Linked DNA regions of Mus musculus: regions 1 and 2 are each linked to region 3. Evidence: chromatin contacts called from public HiCAR-type and promoter capture Hi-C data. All regions are on one chromosome and are shown on one strand. The core of a region is the stretch at or near the end of the contact, and the rest is flanking DNA. Distances in the headings are between cores, read along the strand shown.

Evidence for each region. Promoter capture Hi-C pulls out the DNA fragments that hold promoters and counts their contacts. HiCAR-type assays count read pairs that join an accessible place to other places.
Region 1: a contact with region 3 is called in a HiCAR-type map of astrocytes, with 3 times the contacts expected there. The contact joins the promoter of Mbd4 here to the promoter of Bms1 in region 3. A contact is called at or near these places in 2 of 39 promoter capture datasets (the 3T3-L1 cell line and cranial neural crest) and 1 of 115 datasets of contacts at active chromatin or transcription factors (astrocytes).
Region 2: a promoter capture Hi-C map of liver shows a contact between it and region 3, with 9 times the contacts expected there. The contact joins the enhancer-like site here to the promoter of Bms1 in region 3. A contact is called at or near these places in 5 of 39 promoter capture datasets (cranial neural crest, embryonic stem cells, hippocampal neurons and 2 more), 1 of 484 Hi-C or Micro-C datasets (cortical neurons) and 2 of 115 datasets of contacts at active chromatin or transcription factors (astrocytes and embryonic stem cells).

What each region holds. Positions count from the first base shown.
Region 1 is chr6:115,851,953-115,854,652 of GRCm38.p6, forward strand. It overlaps Mbd4 (methyl-CpG binding domain protein 4), which reads right to left and starts at 1,389. Exons shown (of 8, transcript NM_010774.2): 1 at 1,185-1,389. The coding sequence starts at 1,258. Ift122 (intraflagellar transport 122) reads left to right here and starts at 1,576. Exons shown (of 29, transcript NM_001167763.1): 1 at 1,576-1,757. The coding sequence starts at 1,717.
Region 2 is chr6:116,259,361-116,262,060 of GRCm38.p6, forward strand. It overlaps Washc2 (WASH complex subunit 2`), which reads left to right. Exons shown (of 31, transcript NM_026585.3): 30 at 1,131-1,308. Among named protein-coding and RNA genes, the nearest start is that of Zfand4, 3.5 kb to the right of the region's middle. Within about 2 kb of position 1,356, at least 5 of the 459 cell types and tissues checked have an H3K27ac peak or open chromatin away from gene starts, as enhancers often do. A contact at or near this core is called in liver, where this site is marked.
Region 3 is chr6:118,418,127-118,420,826 of GRCm38.p6, forward strand. Bms1 (BMS1, ribosome biogenesis factor) reads right to left here and starts at 1,291. Exons shown (of 23, transcript NM_194339.1): 1 at 1,162-1,291; 2 at 283-491. The coding sequence starts at 458.

The DNA of each region.
Region 1 (2,700 bases), core at 139-2,638, 2.6 Mb before region 3:
ACTTAGATCCCCTGGAGCCAAGTTATAGATGGATGTGAGCCTCTGCTGTGGGTGCTGGGAACCAAACCCAGGTCCTACAGAAGAGCAGTAAGTGCTTTAAACAATTGAACTATCTCTCCAGTGTTTAGTACAGTGTATTTTAATCACTAAACTATACATTTTAAAAGTGAGGGGTTGGAGAGATAGCTCAGTGGTTAAGAGCACATATTCCAGGAGACTCCGTACCCACATCAGGCAGCTTATAACACCCTGCCTGCAACTCCAGCGCCAGTGAACCTGACACCTCCTCTGGTCTCCACCAACACCTACGTATATAGACAAACACATAAAGAAAAAAAAGTGGGTCTCTAGAGAGACCTTCTAACCCAACCTACTTTCTACAAATAGGGAAATAGGGACACTAAGCAAGACCTAGAGACTAACCACAATTAGAACCATGGCATTCTTAGATGGAATTTGGCGTTAGGTATCAGCTAGAAGGATCTTATAGGGAGACAAGGTAACTGAAACCTGAGGGAATCCCTACAAAACTGTTAGGTTAACAAAATGGGTCAAAACCCCAGCTCGCTACTTATTATTAGCTGATCTTCCAAAGAGAAAGTCACTTTGAGCTCAAAATCTCCGTTCTCCATCTGTAAAAAGGAAGTAGCATTAAAAAAAAAAAAGTTTTGTTGTTTGCTTTTGAGCCGGGAATCTTATGTACCATAGGCTAGCTTTGAACCCACGACGTACCAGAGACTCATCTTCAACTTCTGATCCTCCTGCCTCCACAGGCAGACGCCGCCAAGCCCGGATATTCGGTGCTGTCGCTCGAACCCTCGGCTTTGTGTTTACTACGTAAACACTACCAACTTAGTTAAATGCCCAGCCCTTAAAAGTGTTTGAGCGCCCAAGTTTTGGGACATGCAAATACGTGCATCATTTTAGCCCGGACACAACAGTAGCTTCCTCTGTGACTTGTCATAGGGCTATTTCTGAGGGTCCCTTCCGGCCCAGGCTAACCTGCTTGCATCACAAAACCTCCCTTGTCCTCCAAGCTCCCCAGTCAGTTCGGCCAAGGAATCGGGTACACCCTAGTCTTGTTCCCACAGGGCGACAGCTCTAGGTGCCACCTTGTGTTAAAGGTTAGGAAGACCCACACAAGAGCGACTCCTCTGAGGCCCGAGAGAGGTTTAATAACTTGCCAGCGATCCCAAGGCGGGTCTGGAACTAGGCTCTCTCCACGGACTCTGTTGTCCCCAAGGTTTGGGCTCTCCATCCCTGCTGCTTTGGTCCACTGGGGCGCAGCTGCAGCTCCAGGCCGAGAGGTGGAGTAAAACACAACTCAAACCACTGAGCCGAATCCAAACACCGACGTGAAAGTCAATCAACCCACACAGCAGCCTTCCCGCCACCGCTTCAGCTACAGATGCCACAGCCAGGGTCCCGCCAATCAAACCCTCTGTCGTCAAGACTCCCCGCCCCACCCACCTTTCCGGACCAATCGCTCGTGTCATACTTACGCTTCCGCCTCCTGCGTCCCTACGCGCCCGGCGCTTCGGCGGAGGAGGTGGGCTCCCTTTTGTACATGCGCACTTGGAGCTTTGGGAAACTCATGCGCGGTTCATTGCGCATGTGCGTTGCTAAGGGTAGCGCAGGTAGCTGAAGTGGTTTGTGGAAAGAAGCCTGTTGCTGCCGAGGCTGGGAGGAGGGGCCCGAAGCGTGAGGGAAACGGCGATGAGGGCCGTGTTGACGTGGAGAGACAAAGCGGAGCAGTGGTGAGGAGCGGGAACTTCGGGGATGGCGGGGAGGCGGCAGGAACCGGCGCATTGCCATGGCAACGGGCCTGCGGCCTGGACCGAGGACTCTGATTCCGTGCCTTCAACTTCCCAATGGAAGAGAAGCTGAGATTCCTGGAGGGGCATAGGGATCATCTGAGGGAGGCTGGAGCAGTTTATACGTCATCATCATCCAATTTCACTTCTCTCTTCTCAAAATTCCTCACCCACCAGTGTTTTCTCAGCTTCCTAACCATCCTCAAAGTGCCCACACTTTTGTTTATCTGACATTCTTTAAATTTCTCCTGTTTTTGTTGGTTTGTTTTTGAGATAGAGCCTCACTTTAAAGCTCTGGTTGGTCTGGAATGCACTATGTTGACCAAGCTGGCGTTGAACTCACAAAGATACATATGCTTCTAGCTCCCCAGTGCCGGGATTAAAAATTTTCGAGCAGGAACAAACAAAACGGTGTGAGTAACTTGCATCTCGGTTCTGAGCATTTCCACCTGAGCTGAGATCTACTGTGTCTGAAACAGGACATTTCCATGTACGGTCAGAGAAACATGTAAGATGCGATCAAGTCAAGACATCTCTTGATTGGGAAGTTTGAGGAGTATTTTCAAAATTAGTACTTAAGAGTGAGCTTAATTTAAAGCTTAATTTTAAATACTGAGGATTAAGGCTTAGTATTTAAGAGCACTTTGGATAAGTTCCAGGACAGTCAAGTCTACACATAGAAACCCTGTCTTTAAAAACAAAAACAAACGAACAAAAAAGAAAAAGAAAAAAATATATAGTAAAAAAAAATATTGGGCTGGAGAGATGGCTCAGAGGTTGAGAGAACTGTCTGCTCTTCAAGCGGTTCTGAGTTCAAGTCTCAGCAACCACATGATGGCTCACAACCATCTATAATGACATCTGGTGCCCTCTTCTGGCCAGCAGG
Region 2 (2,700 bases), core at 106-2,605, 2.2 Mb before region 3:
TTAACCACAATTCGATCTCTTTGTTAATAACCCTAAAATTTACTTGAAGTGGTTTGTTTCATCCAGGGGTAGTTCTTTATTTTACTTTTTTAAAAAATTTTTTAAAAAGATTTATTTATTATTTATTATATGTAAGTACACTGTAGCTGTCTTCAGACACTCCAGAAGAAGGAGTCAGATCTCGTTACGGATGGTTGTGAGCCACCATGTGGTTGCTGGCATTTGAACTCTGGACCTTTGGAAGAGCAGTCGGGTGCTCTTACCTGCTGAGCCATCTCACCAGCCCCAGGGGTAGTTCTTGCTGCCTTTAATCTGTTATAAGTGTTGGATTATTTTTAAAAATGTTATTGTAGTGCAGGGGATAGAGCTCAAAACCCAGTACGTGTTAGGCAGATGCTGTACGGAACCACAGCATAAGCCCTGGGCCTTTTTATTTAGCATAGCATAGCATAGCATAGCATAGCATAGCATAGCATTAGCATAGCACTAGCATATAGCATTAGCATAGCACCAGCATAGCATTAGCATAGCATTAGCATAGCATTAGCATAGCATGTGTACATGATTTTCATTATTTTTTGTTTGCTGTTTTAAAGAGTTTGTAGAATGGTGCTGTGGTCAGCTTTGTTGGCATGTCATTCTGTGACATGTATGACCTCTCTCGGCACAGCTGTGTGTTTAAGCGCTGATGCTGGTTGGGACCCTGACTAGCCGAGTTTTGACAGTAAACTGTAGTAGTTGTTCAGCAGGTGTCTATGAGCACAGTGGTCGCCGTGCAGCAGGATAGCCAGGGCATGTGTTCTGTCCTGACATCTCAAGGCCCGAGATCCAAACTGAGCAGCAGGTGGTGAAGGTGATCTCAGATGGCATGAAATGTCACGACGAACATTATGTGGGGCAGAGTGGCTGGGTGCAGTGGGACGCTGCTCTCCAGGCCACCCTCAGGACCTCACTGCAGAGCTGCCATTTGCAGATGGCGAGGGTGAGTTTTGCAGAGACCTGGGGGAGTGTCTTGCAGTCCTCAGGGGAGACTGTGCTTGACAGTGCATTTCTATAAATTATTGAACTACTTTAGTTTTAAAAATGCGTTTATTTACAACAAAGAATAAACTGTTTTTGGACTTAACTAGGATGATATATTTGCTACGGAAGCAATTAAACCTTTTCCAAAAAAGAGAGAGAAGGGGAGGACTTTGGAGCCCAACTTATTTGATGATAATATTGATATCTTCGCTGACTTAACTGTAAAACCCAAAGAAAAGTCCAAAAAGAAAGTTGCAGCCAAGTCCATGTTTGATGATGACACAGGTGAGTGTTTATCTAGATCACGCCACTGCTTGGGGGCTGTTTGCTGTCAGTCATGTTGGTCCTTTCCTGCACTTTGTTCCCCAGTAGGTTCTCCTTGCTGTTAGTCTAAGCACATGATATGTAGGTGGACTAGTCATTTTCATGCGGCAGCCATAGGCTATGCTGAGTGAGTATCAAGGTTTAAGACGGTGCTCAGCACTTGACCTGAAGAAGAAATTAACTTCTGCTGTCATCTGACAACACCAATGACTTTCAAAGGAGAGTCTATCAGAAACTTCTTCCATGTGCTATCAGCAGGCCATGAAGCTGGTTGAGTCAGGATTCTAGCTGGACAATGAGGGACAGCAGCCAAGAGACTGGAGGGTCAGTAACAGAGAGCAGGGCTGTGCCGCGAAGTCACAAGTGAGACTCGGCAGCTCCCTGGGTTCCTCTGTGTTTCTGAACACGCTGTACCCACTCCTCAGCTAACAAGCAAGCCAGATGCTGATCTGAACACGCTGTACCCACTCCTCAGCTAACAAGCAAGCCAGATGCTGATAGCTATAAAGTTTGCCTCCTGATACATCCTGTGTTGGTCAACCCAGACTGAAGCCCAAAATACACACGTCCTCTCTTTGTCCCTCCAGGCCTGGGCTTTGAGTTGCAGAGCCACGCTGACTCTGTCTCCCTGGCAGACTTTGGGCTCCGTCCTCACATGTCTGTCTTTACAGCACAGAGTTACAAGAGACTTGGGCTGCTTATTTCCTTTGTTCATTTTCTGACACATGATCTTGCTGTGGCCCTGGCTGCCTGTGCTGTGCACTCCTGATCTTAGCTGGGGTTACAGGCATGACTTTCTTTCATTATTAAATTGTAATACATGCTTATGTGGCAGTCATACGATTTAGAACATTTTGTTAAGTGGAGGGATTAAAGCTTTAAAGCTAGCCAGTGTTAAGTTTGCTGTGCATCCTCTAAGACTGTGATTTACATAGGAATAGTAGTAAGCAAGTGCACCTTTTCTACTTCCAGTCAGTTTAAATGTGTTTGATTTCAGTGTTTTGAGTAATACTGCTTTGTGTTAGCCATTAGCACATTGACAATCTAGATCTCTAGTTTGATATAGATAATGCCATGGTCTTTCATTATGTCTTTACGTACACAGGATGAATTTGATGCAGTAGAACCCTGCTGATAAAATTACGTGGTAAGCAGCAGAGCATAGCTAAGCTGAGTCTGAAGCACTAATATGAGTGGAACCAGACTCCATTCTTACCACTGAGATGTGCGCTCTGAGCGCATCCTATATTGGATTTCTGTTTGTACATTCTTACTCTTCTTAAAATCCAGAGTGAAAAGAAGGCAGAAAGAGAGAAAGAGCAGTTCCAGGTGGTGAGGCCCTCGCTGAGGTGG
Region 3 (2,700 bases), core at 41-2,540:
TTTGTGTGTGATCTAAATTGTGTAAATTCTTCTTCTTGGACAAGAAAGAAAGAAGGACAGAAAGAAAGAAAACAAAGAAAAAAGTGGGGAAAGGCAAAGGGCAGGTGTTAGAGGGAAAATGTTTCTTTGACAGAGCTCTGACATTTTAGGAAAAGCCATACGGCATGCCTACTATGGCATGCCTACGTCCTTCAGACCTGAGTTAAGACTCACAAGGCAAATGCCATCTGGGAGAGGCTCCCAGTACTTAAGGGAAGACCCACTAACCCCAGGTAAACACACCTGTGAAAGGACCTCGCCATCCGCACAGCTGACTGCACTGCGAAAGCTTTGGGGTTTCTCTTCCGGGCATCCTCTTCATCTCCAAGCTGTAGGTCTTGCAGGTGCCGTTTCTTTTTCTTCTCAGCTTTAGGCCCACTGTGCTTCTTCCTATGTTTCTTGTGGTCCTTGGTCTCCATGGTGGCTATTTATCTACTACAAATAAGTCTTACCTACACGGAACAGGGAGGACGGTGGTGGTAATCAATTATAATCAGGGTAACACAGGAGGGCAGTAATTTAATTTACTTAAGTGCTGATGTATTTGTTCATTGAATGGAGGTAGAAAATGTTTAGCCAGTATCTTCAAATTCACGTCCCTTTCTTACGCCATAAAGTATAAGAGTTAGCAGCACCAACACTATCCTTCTTATGTTTTATGTTGAAGCCATTTCGACAGTGCTCATTTTTTGTAATGACAGAAATACATCCTACCTGCTGTTCTCAGTACAGAAGCCTTGTGAACTACACGTGGTTACAGAGAATTTCAAGCGTACCTTCGGAAACTGAAAACTATCTTAAGTTTAAATTAATTTTAAACTTAGTCGCACGTGACTAGTGCCTACTATTCTAGGTAGCTTAGGCTGAAGTGTCCTTTTAACTTAAAACGAAAACAAACATACAAGTTTAAGACATCCGAACAGTGCTGAGCAGACTCGCCTCTCAGCTCCTGGAGGAAGCACATTTTCCCCTCCCGGTGATCTATTTTTGCTGGGAGAAGAACACGCAGCCGAGCTGGGCAGGAGCCCTCCCTGCTCGAGTGACCCGCTCCCCATCCAGCACTGCACGAACCCACGCCCTCCACACTCCCGGGAGCACCTCTCCGGCGGCCGAGAAACTTGCCTTCCAGCCCAGACGCAGCCTGGGAGCAGCCTGTCGGGAGGTCGAGGACCGACCGAACCGGGAAGCCGACGGGGCTCGCGAAAGCACTCGGACTCACGGCAGCAACCGCTCCAGCCCGCAAGCACGACGCCGGAAGCGGAAACTGTCCTTCTGCTTGTACCCGTCGGAGGGAAACGAGCAAAGAAGAGGGGAAAAAAAGGAACCCGTGGACGGACGACTTTCAGGGGAAAGCCGGAAGTAAGCTCTGGGTTGGCTGAGGGTTGCGCAAGCGCACTTTCAGATTTCGCACGGACTGCCCTCTCCTTCGGGTCCCAGCCACTCTGAGAGTCGGGCTCTCAGCCAGCGCGACCTGGCTTCAGAGGATCCGCGCGGCGCTGGGCCCTGGCCCGCTTATTTGAGTAGCAGAGGAACGCTGGAAGGACGCCCGAGTCATCGCCAGTCCCAACTTGAAAGCTGTGAATTCCGCCGCCCCATCCGCTAGGCTACCGCTCCCTGTCACCGCTGCCAGAGCTGTCCTCACGGGTTTTCAGCGCTCTGCTGCCCTCTTGTGCCAGGACCGACGGGCTGAGGGCAGGGTGCTCCTCTGTGCTCCTGGAGAGGGCGTTTTCTTCAGAAAACGTCTTAGCTTGCCATTTTGTGTGCATGTGTGGCTATGTGTGTCGTGTGTCTTGTGTCTCTGTGCTCAGCCTTGCATCCCCAGGACTCAGTCCAGTCCTGGGGAATAGCCCTCAAACCCCCAGTCCCGGTTATTTGCTACAGTTATGCTGGACTCAAAACTGAGCTCATCTCAAGGAGAATAAGAAGTAGGGTTTTTTCCTTGCGCCAAATAAGAGTGACTGCGGCCTGGGAATACGGATTCAGGTTCCCACAAAATAGCATGTTCATGCAAAACACAGCTCTCACCTCAATGAGCCAAGAACATGGGTTCAGTTGCCTCAAAGTCTCCCATTTTGTACCTTTTAATAGCACACCAACACAAAACAGCTCTAAAGGTTCATATGGAAATTATGAAACAAAATCAAAGGTTTAGCAAATGATAGTTTGTGAGGTTGGCCCTCCTATTTCTCTCTCCCCATCCTTTGACTATCATTCCAGTGACCATCATTCTAGCCTTTCTGCACATTCCAGAGCAACGCCCCAATTTCTGCAGGAAGTAGTTATAGAAAAGACTACATTGCCCTTTATCATCAACAAAAGGATTGGAATGTAAGATCGCAAACTGAGGACAAATGGCTGACAGAGGTGTCTATTGAACAAGTCAAACAGCCCTCAGTCCCAACCTGTGACAGGGTCATCCTGCCTGGCAACTATCCCCCTAGCTGAACCACCAAATGAGGCCTATGAGAAATTTCTCATACAGTCCAACGCTGGAAGAACTCAGGGCAGACACCATAGTGCTTGCTAACTCACTCATTAGGCTTATGCTTGCCTTATTTTCTTACATAGCACAGTATCACTTGCCCAGGGAATGGTGGTACCCATAGTGGGCCTGGCTATCCTAAATCAATTAATAATCAAGTCCAGCCCTCCAGTCATACC